3 separate regions of the Mus musculus genome follow, and all the other regions are linked to region 2. Evidence: chromatin contacts called from public HiChIP or PLAC-seq data. All regions are on one chromosome and are shown on one strand. Each heading gives the region's core, a stretch centred on a gene start, on an enhancer-like site or on the middle of the called end of the contact. The rest is flanking DNA. Distances are from core to core; before and after follow the strand shown.

Region 1 (2,700 bases), core at 198-2,697, 440 kb before region 2:
ACGTAAATAAGCAATAAATGTTTTTCATAACTAAACTGAATCAAATGACTTTCCAGTCGTTTTCAACTGACATGGTTCTCAAGCATTGTAGTCTCTAATTCCTTGCTGGGCATGAGACACTCAGTGATTTAGTCACCACATGACAATGCATGAATCGATGCCGATGAGGGCTAAATGTCACTTTTGCAATACTTACAAGGCTGCTGGTGTACAACAAGACTTTTGTCTCAAGTCAGATCTAACGAGGCAAGTTGTTTGTACATGCTAATGGAATAGATGCCCTCATTTGTTCTTGCAGCAATTGCAGCATGATTACTACTTATAAAGACCCCCCGGGGGATGTGCATTTTTTTTTGCAAGCTATAAGCTCTTCCTCACTTAAGCTTTTCTTTACTTTAAAGAATGAACATTTTTAAAGGCAACTATATTTGTTTTAAAGGACTAACAGCAATTGCAACCAAGCAATAATTTTGAACTTTTGATTATTGTCAGCAATTTGCTTTAGAGTGACTAAAGCCTAAAAATTGGTTCAAATATCTACTTCATAGACATTAAAAAAAAGTTGGCTGACTCAAATACGTTCTGAACTCTCTATTGAAGAGGCAACCTCTCAGCTAGGGGCCTACAAAATTCTCACTTAGCTTGCTCTCTGGAGCTGTGGAACACCACCACACTTCCTCAGTTCCCTGGTAGCAGATTAGTACCTCCTGCCCTGTCTATAGAAACCCAGCAGGACGTTTCTATAGATACCACCTTGCCTTCCTTTTATTGGGTTTTCAGTGGTTCTATCTTTAACCATACCTACACTTTCAAAGAGCTAGGCAGGCTGCTTGGCTTCAGTGCAAATGCAAACGCTGAGATGGCTCAGCCTACTTTTATTCTAAAAAGGAACGCACAAATAGGAAGAGTGATGCTGCAAAGAGAGAACACTACAGAATTGCTGTAGTAGAGATCAAGTACCACGCCAGATGCACAAGTAGAAGATGAGTTTAATTGGTTATCTACTACAAGAGTTCTAACCTAAATGATCAGAACCAAGAATTTCACTGAGTTTCTAGAAGTATCTTGGGTAGATGATCTTATTTCAACTCATTAAAACAGCCCCATTTACCTAATTCAACTGAATTGTTGGACCATCACCTTTTTCAGGAGAACATGAAAGTCAAGAATTAGTTGCTCTCTGCTTCCAAATGCTGTTTACTTCAGAAAGCTCCAGCCAACTACATTTCCTGTCTTGGTCTCTTTTTTCACACGTTTCTCTTTCCGGCTTTATTTTTTTCACTTGACCTTTCCTCTCAATATCTTTTCAATTTTCAAAGAGGCATGTGTTGGGGCACAGTTGGATTTGGGCAATAGGCTTAGGGCAGGAAGGTGTGGTTAGGGTGGAGGGGGTAAGAAGCCATTCTGGCTGCTTTATTTTCTCATCTCAAGTCCTGGTAAAAGGCAGGCTTTGTATGTGTGGGTGTTTTTCTATGATGTGCAAGTACGCACAACTCTATTTTCTCAAGTGAGTAACTATGAGTGTACATATCTTGGAATAATCCACAAATTTATGTAAGCTACAAAGGAAACTGCACACTCACAGGAAATTTTACTTGATTCACAGCTTTACAGACAATGCAACCAGTTAGTGTCTACCGAACTAGTTACATAGAGAAGAGCATGCTTTCTTTTTATTTTATTCTTAATGGAAATAAGTAACTCATTTGCTTGGAAAGAAATCACTTTGTTGAATAAATGCCTTCATAAGCCCAGGACAAATTTAATTCAGTATTGTTTGGGTTATAGCAACAGAATGCAACATTGTTAATTTTCCAACAAAAAGGGGGTAACTTAGTGATTCACAATAAATTTCCAAGACAATATGTGCAGAAATCCTTGTGGAAAAATGCTTTTAAGTATTGCTTATGATTTGAGTGAGAGGGCAGGGATAGAGATTTAGAATTTCTCAAAGAATGTTGGAGCAGAGTGAGCCCTTAGGAACCCTGGGTACAGTCCCTCATTTTATAAATAGATACTATCTACCTCTTAAATGAGGAAGAGGAGGAGCCTAATGTTTCTGCACTTTCCGTTAAATCTATATAGCCCATTAAAAAGTAAAACATGTACTCATCTGCATTATATTTAAATCATGAATATATTATATAGAAATCTAAACCAGGCATACATATCTGTCTTTTGAAGCACCTATCATTTCTTGTACACACACACACACACACACACGGGGGGGAGGGGGATGCGTATTCAATCTTGGGAGCCATTCACATTACTGTTTTTTGTTTTAAATTTTTTCTTAGTTTTTTTTTTAAGAGTTCCATGCCATATGTTTTAATCATATTCACTGCCCCCCCCCCCAAACTCTTCTCCAATTCATCAGTCTCTTCCCAACTCAACAAACTTTGTAATTTTTTTCAATCTTTCATGGACAATTTCTGTTTTTGAGACAGGGTCTCTGAGGTCTAGAGCTTACCAAGTGGGCTGACCAAGGGGGCCGGCAAGTCCCAGGGCTGGGCTTATCTTTGCTTTCCCGGTACTGGGATCATGAATACGTGGCAGGACACCAGCTGTTTTCCATGAGTTCTGGGAATCAAATTCAGGCCCTTGTTCCTATAAGGCAAACACTTTACAAACAGAACCTAGGCCCACTTATTACTTCCTGGTGGGGAAATGTTCAAACTCTTTTCTGTGAGACAAAGAGTA
Region 2 (2,700 bases), core at 117-2,616:
GGGGGAGAATGGATGGGAAGGAAGAGGAAGTTGATCCCATTAGCACATGGAATGGTAGTCTCTGTAGTTTCTGAATGACTTATGACCTGCAGAAAATGTCCTTTACTGTGGCTTGGGATGGGATGAAAGGCACCTCAACTATTGTTATACTTCTGGGTAAATAAACTCTGGAAAGAAAGAATGCAAAATGTTCTGAATATAGATAGGAATGGAATTATCACTGTTGTCTCACTCCAAGGGAATACTTTCATTCCCTAAAAAAAGCTTTGAAATGAATGTAGCATTAGATATGAAAAAATAACTTTAGACATTGATTACTGTCACCTCCATCCCCCCACTAACAGCTATTTCTGATAATTTATAATAAATTTTCCTCATACTTAGGTCAAAATTCTCTTATAATCACCCATGACATATTCCTCTTTAGTCTTAGACCAATTATCTTAAAAGTATTAAATCGTCTAATCTTTGTGTGCCTTAAATATATTCCGGCAGTACTGAGATGGTGGGAAAGAAAAAAAAGATTGTAATATTTAAATTCCAAGGAAGTTTGGCAATGATGACTAAAGTCCTCAAAGCAAAGCGATTCAGCAGCAGCGTACACACACACACACACACACACACACACACACACTCACACACACTCACACACACACCAGATTGTTGGAGAAACAATGAACCCTCCAGGAAGATGTGCCCCATTTACCTTGGGAAATCACCAAGAAAATCATAAATATATGTATATTTGATTTGGATTCAATGCCTAGCAAATGGTGATTACAGCTCCAGACTGTAGAAACAGAGTGAACACATGATGTGATTCGGATGCATCAGAGCTTGTGATTTCCTAATGGATGAATTGGACACTAACTCTTCTGAGTCACAAGGATTCTTTTGCCCTGGCAGTGTGGAGCTAAGCTAGAAGGTTTATATTAATTGCCTGTGACTTGGTTGGGTGGGTTCCTGCTAGTCCATTTAAGGGGAGGGACGTGGAGAACACATTCCTTAGAATGGCCACAGACTGTCCAGATGAGAAGGACTCTGAAACGTTTATGTGACAGTATCGAAGGGCTAGAGTGGTCCTAGAAGACTGGATTGTATGGTCACTCTCTGGTCTCTTAGCTTGAGAGTGAGGGAGACTTAACAATGCTTTTTGTTTGTTTTACATCTAGCATACTGACAGGAAAACAACAACCAAAAACAACCCAGTAATTTAAAAGGGAAAATGGTGTGAAGAGATACTGATGCAGAAAAATAAAACTTTTAGCTATTTTTTTCCTCAAAACCTACCCACATCTCCCTCTGAGTTTACTTTTGTTCTCACTTTACAGAGTCTTTCTGTGGTAAGGGCAAGGGCGAGAGAGAGAGAGCCAGGAGAGGCTTCACTCCTTAAGGTCCCTCCAGAGTCATTTCTAGATGGTTATCATCATGCCACATGCACTTGGAATTCTTGGTGATTTTCCAAGCTAAACAGGGCACATCTTCCTGGAGGTTTCATTTATTTCTCCAACAATCTGAAACGAAAGTTCTTGTAAATGAAGTCAAACCAAGAGGCTTCATGCCTTGGAACGCAAAATTCATTGGAAATTTAAAAAATAAAACCCTGGGCTTCAGAGATCCAGGCATTTCAGATTCCTGCTCACATTCCCTGCTGAGTGCCTTTCCCCTTTCAGTCATGCCTTATTACAGAAAGTGTGTACAGGACTATCCAGGCATTAGTGCGGATATGACATTCTCTTAAACTTCTGGTCTCTTCCTAAGACTGGACTAGTTAGTCCAGGAGATTGTTCTGTTCTTACTATTTTACAGCCATCTGAGAATATCACAAAACCAGATAATTCTATGAGAATCCTCAATGCAGTATAAGACTAAAGGCGATCAGAGTTTCCTCAAGAGCTTCACGTAGGTGTGATGACTGTGGGCTGCTTCTTGGACGCCTTATTGGACGCCTGCTATTGAGCAGATGTTTTTCTGGAAATAGGATGCAGTGGTGACTAGAACATTTCCTCCGAGTCACCAGGAGATGGAGGGGGAGAGGGTTAGGAAGGATGAATATGAACGCAATGTGTTCTTCTATTTCTTCTTTTTGAGATAGGATTTTAGTAGCCCTGGCTAGCCTGGAACTTACTATGTAGGCCAGGCTAACTTCCAACTCACAGAGATCCACCTGTTTTTGCCTCAGGAATGCTAGGCTTAAAGGCAATGCACCACCATGCTCAACACAGTGAATTGTTGTTTTTCCTTTTCATTATTTTTCTCCATTTATTTAATTATTCATTCATTCACTTTACATCTCTTTCCTCTCAGCATCTGCCTCACAAGCCCCTTCCTCTTCCCCTCTCCTTCTCCTCTGAGAAGGGGGAGCCCCCCTGGGTACCAACCCAGCCTGGCACATCAAGTCATTGCAGAGGGTGGCCACTTTAGGCCCCATATTCCCTACTGCTAGGAGTTTCATCTAGGGTCACCCCCATAGACTCCCAGGAGCCTCCTCTATCCTAGGTCTCTGGCATGTCCTAGAGATTCGAACCTCCCATCCCACCCCATCCCCCCACCTGCCTTGAGCTCCTGTCACAGTTCATTGATAAGCACAAAGCATTATTCTAGGAGTTAGAACATGCCACCAACCATACCCACTGCCTTTCCATCCATTGCACCCATTCCAGGGTCATTCTCTTCTTTAGGAATTTCTGTATTACAGCT
Region 3 (2,700 bases), core at 22-2,521, 340 kb before region 2:
TGAGTGACAGGGAGCTCATCTTAGAAAAGCACATTTGAACATTCAGGTGACCTGCTCCTCTCCCCTTTACTCATAGCCTTACCTCCTGAGTTTAACAATCCAACAGAGCACACTTATGTATCAAAGAACTCAGTTCTTCAGTCTCCAACTCTGAAAATTTATTTACTCCCTAAGGTAGTGAGGCTAGATGTTAGCCTATCCAAGAACGTGTAATATACAAGCACCTATTAATATAAATAAAAGTATCTGAAAGACAAGTGGAATCGCCTATCAATTTTAGGCTTCAGAAATACCTAGATGTGCGAGTAGTGTGATAACTACATTTGCTACTTTCCTTTCCTGGGTCAAGATACCTGACAAAAAAACCGAAGAAAGGGTTTGTCTTAGCTCCCAGCTTAGGAAGCATCAAACATGACAGCAAAAGTGTGTTGGCAAGAGTTGCTCAAGACCTAGCATCAGGACCATGAAGTGGCTGCTCACACTGTGTCTGAAGCAAGAAACAGGAAGAGGAGAATGCTGGTACTGAACTTAGTTTCTCCTCCTCTCTCTTAGTCAGTCTAGGTCCCCAGCCCATAGGATGATGCCACCCACATCCAGGTTGGGTCTGCCCTCCAGGTAACCCTCTCTGGAAACCCCTTCACAAACATACCTGGAGGTGTGTCTCCCAGGTGGCTCAAAATCTAGCCTAGTTGATGATTGACAATCACAATAACTGACTAGATTCTGATTTCTTCCAGACAACTGGAAATTTTGGGATCAAACTTTTGAGTTGTTTTAAGATTTTTTTTTTAACCATACAAATATTTGACAAAATTCAAATAATTTGGAAAATGGAACTGTAGCATGCTTTGATGTTAGTGGCAAATTCTTCCTCAGTGGCAATGTTTTTAAGCAGCTGCTTCAAAAGCAGAGATCTGTCAGTACTAGTAGACTTACCTGTGTTCCGAATTTGTATTTCTGTACTTAACACTGCTTTGTGCTGATCATTCCTGGGAAAAGAGAACAGAGTGCGTTAGTAAATTGGGGGAATTGTTGCACAGATGATACTTGCATTTAACTCCAAGCTTCCAGAGGAGAGGTTCCAGCTTCACTATTCCCATTGCAGTTTCTACTTCTGCTCTGCATTGTCCTTAAATCCCCACTGAATGAAATGTTGCTGTCATCCCACTTTTACAGGAGTAAACCCAAACCCTCTAGTCTGCTTGTCTGAATCACCATGAGAAACGCTGGGAACCATTGTGGCTGGGTCTTTAATTGGCTCACAGGCCTCAGGGAAAAGTGCCTGAAAGGTGCTGACTCACTGTCCAGTCGGTACAAAGGTCTTCTCATTCACAGGTCCTGGGAAAACTTTCTCCAGGTTTTTATGTATCATTTAGATAAATTTAGATAACCAGGATAAGATATCAGAAAGTTCTCTTTTTCCACCAACATCAGGGGCACTTATTTAAGTGAAAACTGAGGATTCAAGTTAAACCCAAGGTTCTAATTCTCAATTCTATGACTTCAAGTCTCTTGCAAAAATAGGAAATAGCTTGACTTCTTTATGAGATTTTAGAGCAGAGGGAACAATTTGTACAGATAGATGATAGATAGATAGATAGATAAATAGATAGATAGATGATAGATAGATAGATAGATAGATAGATAGATAGATAGATAGATAGATAGATAGATAGATGATAGATTTGCTGAATAGCAAACTAAAACTGGCTAAGACACTGTGCCCATTCCCATGATGCGTACACTATGGAATCAAGGCGCTAATCAGAGAAAGAACCTCCAAGGTCAGTGTGTGTTTAACAGAGGAAATCCAGGGTGCTGTGGTGTCAAAGGAAACACAGGAAAGATCTGGATTAAGTGCTGCCTAAAAGCTTCCTGGGGCTGAAAAGATGGCTTAGCAGGTAAGAATGCTTGCCAAGTAAGCCTGACAACCTGAGTGTACTCGGACAACCCAAATCTCCTGCTGTAAAAAGAGACCTAACGCCCAAAAGCTGCCCTCTGAACTCCACGAACACACTGTGGTGCACATGTGTCTGCACGCTTACATTTTTTTATTGCTATAATAAAACACTGACCAAAAGAAAGTTAGCGAGAAAAGAGGGTTTTTGTTTGTTTGTTTGTTTGTTTGTATGGTTTGTTTTTTGTTTTGTTTTGTTTTGTTTTGTTTTGTTTTGTTTTTTTAAATCTTAGAGTTTAAAGTTCATCATTAAGGGAAACTAGCACAGGAAGTCATTCTTGAAGCAGAAACCTCAGGGGCATGATCTTTTCCTGTTTGTTGTCCACAGCTTGCTCAGCATTCTTATACAACCTAGGACAGCCTGCCCTAGGCGTGGCACCAATTCCAATGAGCTGGGCCCTTCTTTTTCAGTCATCAGTGCAGAAAATGCCTCATAGGCCTACTTACAGACCAGTCTGAGGGAGGCAGTTCTTTAGTTCTGGCTCCCTCATCCCACGTGACTCTGATTAGTCTCAAGTTGACAGAACTAACCAGTGTACACACGTGCACACACACATATACACATATCATCATCATCACACATTATTAATAAATACAATTTAAAAGAATAAATATAGAAGGTACCTGAATTAGGGGAGATAATGGCTAATCTTAGTTATCAACTTACATCTGGAATCAGCTAAAATCTAAGCAACTGGGCATGCCTGTGAAGAAGTTTCTTGTGACCCGCTCTAAATCTTGGC

Evidence for each region. HiChIP or PLAC-seq counts read pairs in DNA pulled down with a chosen protein or histone mark.
Region 1: a contact with region 2 is called in a CTCF HiChIP or PLAC-seq map of the NIH/3T3 cell line, with 7 read pairs. The contact joins two enhancer-like sites.
Region 3: a contact with region 2 is called in a CTCF HiChIP or PLAC-seq map of the NIH/3T3 cell line, with 5 read pairs. The contact joins two enhancer-like sites.

What each region holds. Positions count from the first base shown.
Region 1 is chr4:89,000,229-89,002,928 of GRCm38.p6, forward strand. The region is part of intron 1 of Gm34568 (predicted gene, 34568); the gene reads left to right. Among named protein-coding and RNA genes, the nearest start is that of Gm34568, 45 kb to the left of the region's middle. Within about 2 kb of position 1,448, at least 33 of the 459 cell types and tissues checked have an H3K27ac peak or open chromatin away from gene starts, as enhancers often do. A contact at or near this core is called in the NIH/3T3 cell line, where this site is marked.
Region 2 is chr4:89,439,610-89,442,309 of GRCm38.p6, forward strand. The region is part of intron 5 of Gm12610 (predicted gene 12610); the gene reads left to right. It also overlaps the pseudogene Gm12608. Among named protein-coding and RNA genes, the nearest start is that of Cdkn2b, 130 kb to the left of the region's middle. Within about 2 kb of position 1,367, at least 38 of the 459 cell types and tissues checked have an H3K27ac peak or open chromatin away from gene starts, as enhancers often do. A contact at or near this core is called in the NIH/3T3 cell line, where this site is marked.
Region 3 is chr4:89,104,415-89,107,114 of GRCm38.p6, forward strand. Gm12602 (predicted gene 12602) reads right to left here. Exons shown (of 4, transcript NR_151607.1): 3 at 937-989. Among named protein-coding and RNA genes, the nearest start is that of Gm12602, 22 kb to the right of the region's middle. Within about 2 kb of position 1,272, at least 19 of the 459 cell types and tissues checked have an H3K27ac peak or open chromatin away from gene starts, as enhancers often do. A contact at or near this core is called in the NIH/3T3 cell line, where this site is marked.